Regions from separate parts of the Cricetulus griseus genome. Here region 2 is linked to region 1. Evidence: chromatin contacts called from public Hi-C data. All regions are on one chromosome and are shown on one strand. The core of a region is the stretch at or near the end of the contact, and the rest is flanking DNA. Distances in the headings are between cores, read along the strand shown.

Region 1 (3,640 bases), core at 531-3,030:
ATTTTGCAAACCATATGCTTTACTTTCTGGCCTTTCTTTATTTGAAAGTCCTGACCTTTACTGTTAGATGATACTAATTTTAATACCTTACAATGAGTATAAAGACACACAAACCTGTGGGCCAGGAAATGCTGGTAAATAATGTATCAGAAGGTGACCAGTAAGATAACTGCAGCTTCACCATCTTCAAAGGACAATTCACAAATGGAAATTTGATTAAAGAAACAGAGAAAACTGAAACGTGGAAATCTGTAAAAGACAGAAGTTAGACATGACTGAGTACCAGAAAAATAATAGCCTAAAATCGGTTATATTTCTGAGGACAAAATAAAAATATTTTCTATATATCACAGTTGTGAACTAGCACTTGCTATTTTGGATGTAGTTCTCATCATCTCACTAGAGGGCGGTGTTGCTTCTAAAACCAGAGCTGCTGTTCATCACTAGCACATTGAAGAAAAGGAACATTCAGGTCTTTCCAGTCTCCCCCAGAAGATGGTAAATGTCAAATATGAATCTTCCCAAGAGCCCTATCCAGTTCTGACTGTTTGTAGCCTAAGGCGATCTAGATAAAAAAGTGAAGAGATGTTTCCAGGAGCTGGGTAGCAGAACTAATGTCAGTGTCTGCACTAACCAGTCTTAGACAAAGCTCATTTCTTCTGTTAAATAAAAAGCTGTCCTAGATGTCTCCCACGAACCCAGTGCATCCTTAAAATGCTAGGGTTCTAGTAAATTTCCAGGTCTGCAGGGCTGAAGAATTCCTTGGTACTCTTGGCAGAGTCAGGAAAAACAAAACCTTGAATTACGAAATAGTTAGTAATTGAAATACATTTAATGCTCCAAGTGAGGTTTAATACAGACCTCAGTGCTCCCATTTTTTTTTTTTTTAAATAAAAATGCTGTCTTCTCTAGGGACCTTAGAGCCATTGTCCACATTTGCTCGTGGTGTGGTTAATTCCATTGAATTCCTGCTCCACACAAAGATCTCTCCTGTTGGTCACTATCTTGGTGGAAGGTGCAAAACGGATTTATTTAGAATTAGACGCAGAAATCAGGCTAAACCCTTGTGATATAGGAACGTTTTAGGGTAGAGACTAAGCATGCCAGTGACCTTGTAGTTTTGTGGCTTCCATCCTACTGGTGTTTCCTTAGGTGACGTCCCCAGGGTTTTAGCTGTTCTGCTTCCTCTTACCCCTTTCTTCCCACTCCTTGTCATATTTAGTCAGATTGCAGAGTGAAGGTAGAATCCGCTCACAGAACCTGAAGCAAATTGTGGAACTCCAGGGTTCTAGTAAACCCTAGTTTATCTCCGCATGAACTTGACTTCTAAGGATTGGCAGGAGAGCCTGTATTTAATTCCTGGCCGTGCCAAGTGTCACCACCACACCAAACACTCTGACATTCTCACTTAACACCCTCTTTCTTCCAGATTTTCTGTTTTGCAGTGTTTCCTCCGGCTTCTCCCTGCCCCCATGCCCCAAGCCTCATTTTCGGTGCACCTTCAGGCTGCTTTAGCATTTTTAAACTTCCTAAAATGTACTTTGAGTGCCTGAGGGTGCGCTCACTGGCGCGCGCACCCTCGCCTAGTACCGAGCGGGCGAGCGGGGCCGGGCGGGCAAGGAGCTCCAGAACACATTCCATTCTTCGCGCTCGGGGCACACCCCTCCGCAGTGAGGATTGGTCGAGCCGAACCCCCCCGGCGAGCCTCGGCTCCTGAGAGGTCCAGGCGCCTGCCAATCCCTACGGGCTGTCAAAACAAGTCTTCCCTCCGTGTCACAGGCGAGCGGAGTGGAGGCCGCCGCCGCCGCCGCACTTCCTGGGGCCGCCCGCGCGCGTCGGCGGGCAGGTGGCGGGTGACCCGTCTGCAGTCACCGCTCCGGCGGCGGCGCGCGTCCCAGCTCCGGAGGCTCCTGGCCGGGCGCCCGCCGCCTTTTGTCTGCGCCGAGCGGGCGTTTGCATCACGTCTCCTCCGGTACCTCCCGCTGCTTTTCTCCTGCTTCTCCCTCCCGCTCGCATCTTCTCCCCGCCCCCGCCGCCGGCCGGCTGACCTCCTGGACCACAGCCCGAGGACGCCTCTGCCTCCGCGATGTCTCCTCTCTACAAAGTTGCGGCTGCTGCTGCAGCCGCCGTCCGGCGCTGAGACAAAGTCCAGCGGGGCTTCCTCCCGGTGCCCGAGCGCACCCGTGCCAGGGGCTGGACACCCGGTGTCGGTCGTGCTGTCTCGCCGGGAGTCCCCGAAACGTGCTTGGCCATGGCTGAGGGCGCGGCTGGCAGGGAGGGTCCGGCGCCTCTCGACGCTGCCGGAGGCGAAGACGACCCCCGAGTCGCCGCCGACGCTGCCTCCGGGGACGCTGCACCCGCGGTCTCGGGTGGCCGGATGAGGGACCGTCGCAGCGGGGTCGCATTGCCAGGCGCTGCGGGAGCCCCCGGGGACAGCGAGGCCGGCCTCCTGGAGGCTGCACGAGCGACCCCCAGACGCAGCAGCATCATCAAGGTAAGCGGAGCCGCAGCAGCCCAGAGCATGGGTGTGGGTGTTGGGGAGATAGGGGACCCCGGCAGGATGTTCATTGCCCCAGGCATAGCAGGCTGGGCATTGTTTTCTCCCACCTCTTTCACTGCCAAACCTTCCTGCCTAGTCCGGAGGTTCCCAGACTCAGCTCTTGGCCTTGAGAAGCAGAAGTGACTTCCCCTCTGACAGCCCGGGGAAAAGTTCCCCTCTGCGCTCTGCGCTTCTGCGGTTTTATGGATGCTTTCCCTCATTTTTTTCAGCGAGCTTCACAAACCGGTGGATGGGAGGAGGAAGGGAGAGGACTTGGGATAAATGCAGAGACCTGCGGGGTGGCTGTGCATTCTCCGGCCGAGGGCTGGCTTTTCCTGAACAGCAAAGGCAAAGCACAGCTTACTTTCAAGTGTGTGTGGGAAATCTCCCCCAGACACAAATGGTGCTGAAATCCTGAAAGGTTTGAACTTTGCAGGTAGGCAGGCAGAGTTTGCAGCGGACTCTGCAGCACAGAAAGGTTGAAGGAAGAGCTCAGAGTTTTCGCGCTGCAGAAAACACACATCCGGGAAAATGTTCCCAGACTCCCCTAGCACCCCTAGAAGATTTGCCTTTATCCATCTGCCAAGGAACTGAAAACCTTTCTTCGCCCCGATTTATTTCCACCTTCCACTTTGGACTTGTTTCCCTTGTTTGAAAGTTCATCTTTTGGGCGCATGACTTTGAAGTAAATTTTTTCAGGTAAGACCCCGGCACTGGCTCTGGAAGAGGGCCTCTTAGTGTAGATCCATGTGATTACTGCGTACATGTGAGATTAAAGTAGACCAGTCAGTGAGAATACATATCCATATGCGGATACACACAACACACCACAGACGACAGTGAACGAAGGGCTTGGAAGCAAGGACAGTGAGAGGACACTGACTTGCTGGGTAGGCTCATAGACTCAGAAAGCTTGCTTAGAGTTAAAGCAAGCAGCCACTGTGCAATGAGTGTCTTCTTTCCCAAGCTACCAGCACCGCAGTTTGTGCTCACATCCACCTAACTCCAAGCCCTATGCTTCCCCGCCCCCAAACATGGACCCATGGAAATTCCAAAGCTACAGGGAGATTTCTGTGTTAAAAGTGAATGGTAATTTCAAGT
Region 2 (3,640 bases), core at 816-3,315, 290 kb after region 1:
GTGAGGCCAGCCAGTCTTTGCTTCTGCCACTGGGCCTTCCCTAATAGATGCTGTGTCTTTTCATCTACAGTGGACTGGAGCCCTCTGCAGCTGTGAGCCAAAATAAACACTGAAACTCTTTTGAGCACTTTTTTAAAAAGGACATTATTCTCAATGTACTTCTGAGTTAATTGTGCTCCAGATGGAAGGCCTATACAATTCACTCATGAATAAAAAGATTGCCACCTTTATCAACATTCTACTAGCAGCCAACATGAATCACCTAGAGCAAAAGTGGTTTATGGGTCCTTTTGTCTGTGAGTTCCTAATCAATGGAAAACAACTTTCATATTAAAAGGTTGCGCTGCTCTTGCTAAACATGCTAAATGATATATTTCTCACACATGTGTAAATTATGTGGCTGTCCTGGGTGGTTCTTGATATATTTCCAGAGCAGTGCTGAAGGCTTGGTTGTCAGCCTGTGGAGTCACTAGGAGATGGTTTGTCACTTTTGAGAGGGAAAGAGAGAGAGAGAGGGAGAGAGAGAGAGAGGGGGGGGAGACAGAGACAGAGACACAGAGAGACAGAGGGAGAGACAGAGAGAGAGAGAGAGAGGGAGAGAGGTAACTTCATTGACATTGGCCTTAAGGGGACCATTGAGACCACACCCCTCCCCCACCTCCTTTCTCTTTCTTTGCTTCTTCCTCCCTATGAGGTGAAGGCACTTTCCTCCCAGGTGCTCCCACTGCTGCCAAAGGCCTGAAAGCAACAAGGCCAAGTTGAGTGTCTCTGGACTAAAACCTCAGAAATCAAGAGCTCAAATGCATCTCCTTTCTAAAATGTTGCTGCTCTCAGGCATTTTGTAATAGAGACACAAACTATGTGTTAAAAGTGTGAGCTTTAGCAGAAATTCCAGTTGCTTTGAGTCGGAGACAGGGGTCAAGTTTATTCTAATTTTGTCCATACCTCCACAATTCCTGAGTAAATCAAGTTTTTTTTTTGTATTAATGGGGAAAAAACAGATAAAGAAGGTTAACTATTTCAGAATTATTCATGGTCTATGGAGGCACACTTCCAAACTGGTATTTTATTCCCCCACTTTGCTTAAAAGCTTATAATTTGAATTTATTCTGGAATAATTATACAGACCCTTGATAACTGTACAGTGTTTACCTGCTGGTGAGAGCATGGCAATTTACACACCGTGTCCTCATTCTATTATTACACATGTTGCAGGAAACTGGTTCATGCTTATTGTGGCCTTGATGTATTCAAGAAACAGCTATCTGTGATTGCTAAAAATCAAGCCAACATGTGAATTCTCGTATATGAAGAAAGCATATGTTAGTAGAAGTACAGTGAATAAGTGGAACTAAAGACTCTTGACAATGGACATTGTGTGTCCTGAGTCAACTCGTAGAGGCCTCGGGAGCTGAAATCAGAAAGGGGGAAAGCCAGATACTTCCTTCCTGCTCTCCTTTGTGTATGATACAATTTAGCTGGGGAGAGAATGGATGCCACTGAAAAGAACTATCGGTGAATTGAACATACATACTTTGTGTATGTGGGGTGTCTCTGGTTATCAGTAACTCACAGATCCCTGACATTGTAAGCTCTGCAAAAATAGGTGGAGGTAGTGGTGACAGTGATAGAAGAGTGATACTGTCTTCTAAGCTATTTAAATCTGTTCTCAGAACAAATAAGAGACTATACAAATGGTACAATAACTACAGGTATCACCAGAGCTTCTCATTCCAGATTCTGAAAAACATATTCTTTGCATCTAAATCACTGTTGTGTCAATTTGGACAGAATCATTGCTGTGATCTCTACTTAGTAATTGCCACTTTAAAAGTATTGCTTTCATCCCAATAGCAAAATTGTGTTCTAGTAATTTTTCTCTGGTTGGAAAGAGAGAGAAAAGTGTGAAATGATTGCTACTGTCCGTTTTTAAACATCTTTAGTGTTTGGACAGCTGCTCCTGGGAAAGTCTGTTCCTTTGAGGTCTTTGTCAAGGCTACCCAGAAGCTGTTTGCAGAGCAATCCTTGACCTGTACTGGCCTTGACAATTAGTCACGTGGAAGTTCAGGAATTTCACTGAAGTTAAACATTGGTACAAGTCAAATTATCTTGTTGGAAATGTCTGTGGTGGTGTCATCTCCTTTCCTGCTCATGAGGTCTATCAGTTAATCCTGGAGCCAGACAGATTTACGAATCCCAATATATGAGTAAACTCTTGGGGTGCCATTCACATGGGATCTGTATGAATGTTCTTAGGCATATAGCAGCTGCAGAGCTATCAGTCTGTGCCTTTTCTCTCTGGCCTCTGTTTACTGTGAAGTTTTGAGTGCCTTTAACATTTGTTCATGTTCATTGTAATTATTATGTAATATTGTGATTGTTTTCCTCATGAAGATTACACTTAAGAGGGAACTTCCATAGTTCCATAAGTGTCAGGATATACTGGTGATCTTGTGCACCTGCTTTGTTTATTTATTTATTTGTTTGTTGTGTATTAAAGCACAACAGAGAAGCCTAAAGACCTAAAGAAGGTCAAATGAGGAAATTTCAGTTGCTACTCAGCTAGATCTTAACCTTAGACAAATTTGACAACAAATGTATTTTAACTTCTAACTCTATGCTAAAAGAAAATAAATTTTTTTGTTGAATCTCATATTATTAGGGCATGTAGTCCTCTTTTCAAGTCTAGCATAATGATCTGATAAGTGAAAATTCAAAGAACAGATCTTAGTCTCCTGAATAAACCAAGGTTCTGAATTTATTTAAGGACTTTAAAATAAAAACACTTCATAAATAATCAGACTATACTTGGATGAGAGAATTGATTTGTTGTTTGTCTTTCAAATGGAAGAAAAGCCTTTCTGTTCTTGACTTGGAAATGTCAAAGGTCAGGAGGCTTTCTCTTGGCTCTGCACCTTCCCCTCCCTTGCCGGTCTGCACTTGCCTGGAGTTCCAGCTCATAGAGAACCCTCCCCCAACCCCAATGCAGCTTCAGGACCATTTCTTCCCAGGTGCACTCTTGCCTGTCTATTCACCTGACCAACTGCTCTGTGTTACTCAAACATACACAAGCTCCTCTCTTACTTTCATGGGAAGTTCCCAGACCCCTAATACTCACACTCCTCAAGTGAAATATTTGTGGCTCACACAGTGTCATCTCCGAGTTCTGCTAAGTCACTGTTCTGTCATGCTTTGTTCCTTTGAGAATGCTGAGTCAGCTCCTTTGGGGCAGACCTGAAGGTGAGCACAGAGATGAACTGGTGTATGGAGGCTAGGAGGTGGGCTCCAGACAATGTGACTAACTAGCAAGCAGGAAGACAAACCCTTGTTCTGAAACCCTTGTTCTGTGTGACTAAAAAGCCTGTTTAAAAAAAAAAAAACCTCACTCAAGGTGTTCATCTTCCCAGTTTGACACTACTGTGCTAAACCTGAACTTAACATCCACAGATTCAAAGCCCTTGTCTCTTGGGAGTCCGTTTCTGCTCTTTCTGGAACTTTCCTTCCTTCACCTCTGTGCAGTTCCATCTCTTACACACACACACACACACACACACACACACACACACACACACACACACACACACACACAGTGTTCTATCTTTGTAGACTACAGACAGGCTCCCTTACACACTGGACTGGT

The links. A called contact is a pair of places that touch in the nucleus more often than the background predicts.
Region 2: a Hi-C map of liver shows a contact between it and region 1, with 8 times the contacts expected there. The contact joins the enhancer-like site here to the promoter of Plcl1 in region 1. A contact is called at or near these places in 5 of 8 Hi-C or Micro-C datasets (the CHK-Q cell line, the CHO-K1 cell line, fibroblasts and 1 more).

The regions. Positions count from the first base shown.
Region 1 is chr2:409,804,667-409,808,306 of CriGri-PICRH-1.0, forward strand. Plcl1 (inactive phospholipase C-like protein 1) reads left to right here and starts at 1,781. Exons shown (of 6, transcript XM_027396911.2): 1 at 1,781-2,494. The coding sequence starts at 2,252.
Region 2 is chr2:410,098,771-410,102,410 of CriGri-PICRH-1.0, forward strand. The region is part of intron 5 of Plcl1 (inactive phospholipase C-like protein 1); the gene reads left to right. Among named protein-coding and RNA genes, the nearest start is that of Plcl1, 290 kb to the left of the region's middle. Within about 2 kb of position 2,066, at least 1 of the 6 cell types and tissues checked has open chromatin away from gene starts, as enhancers often do.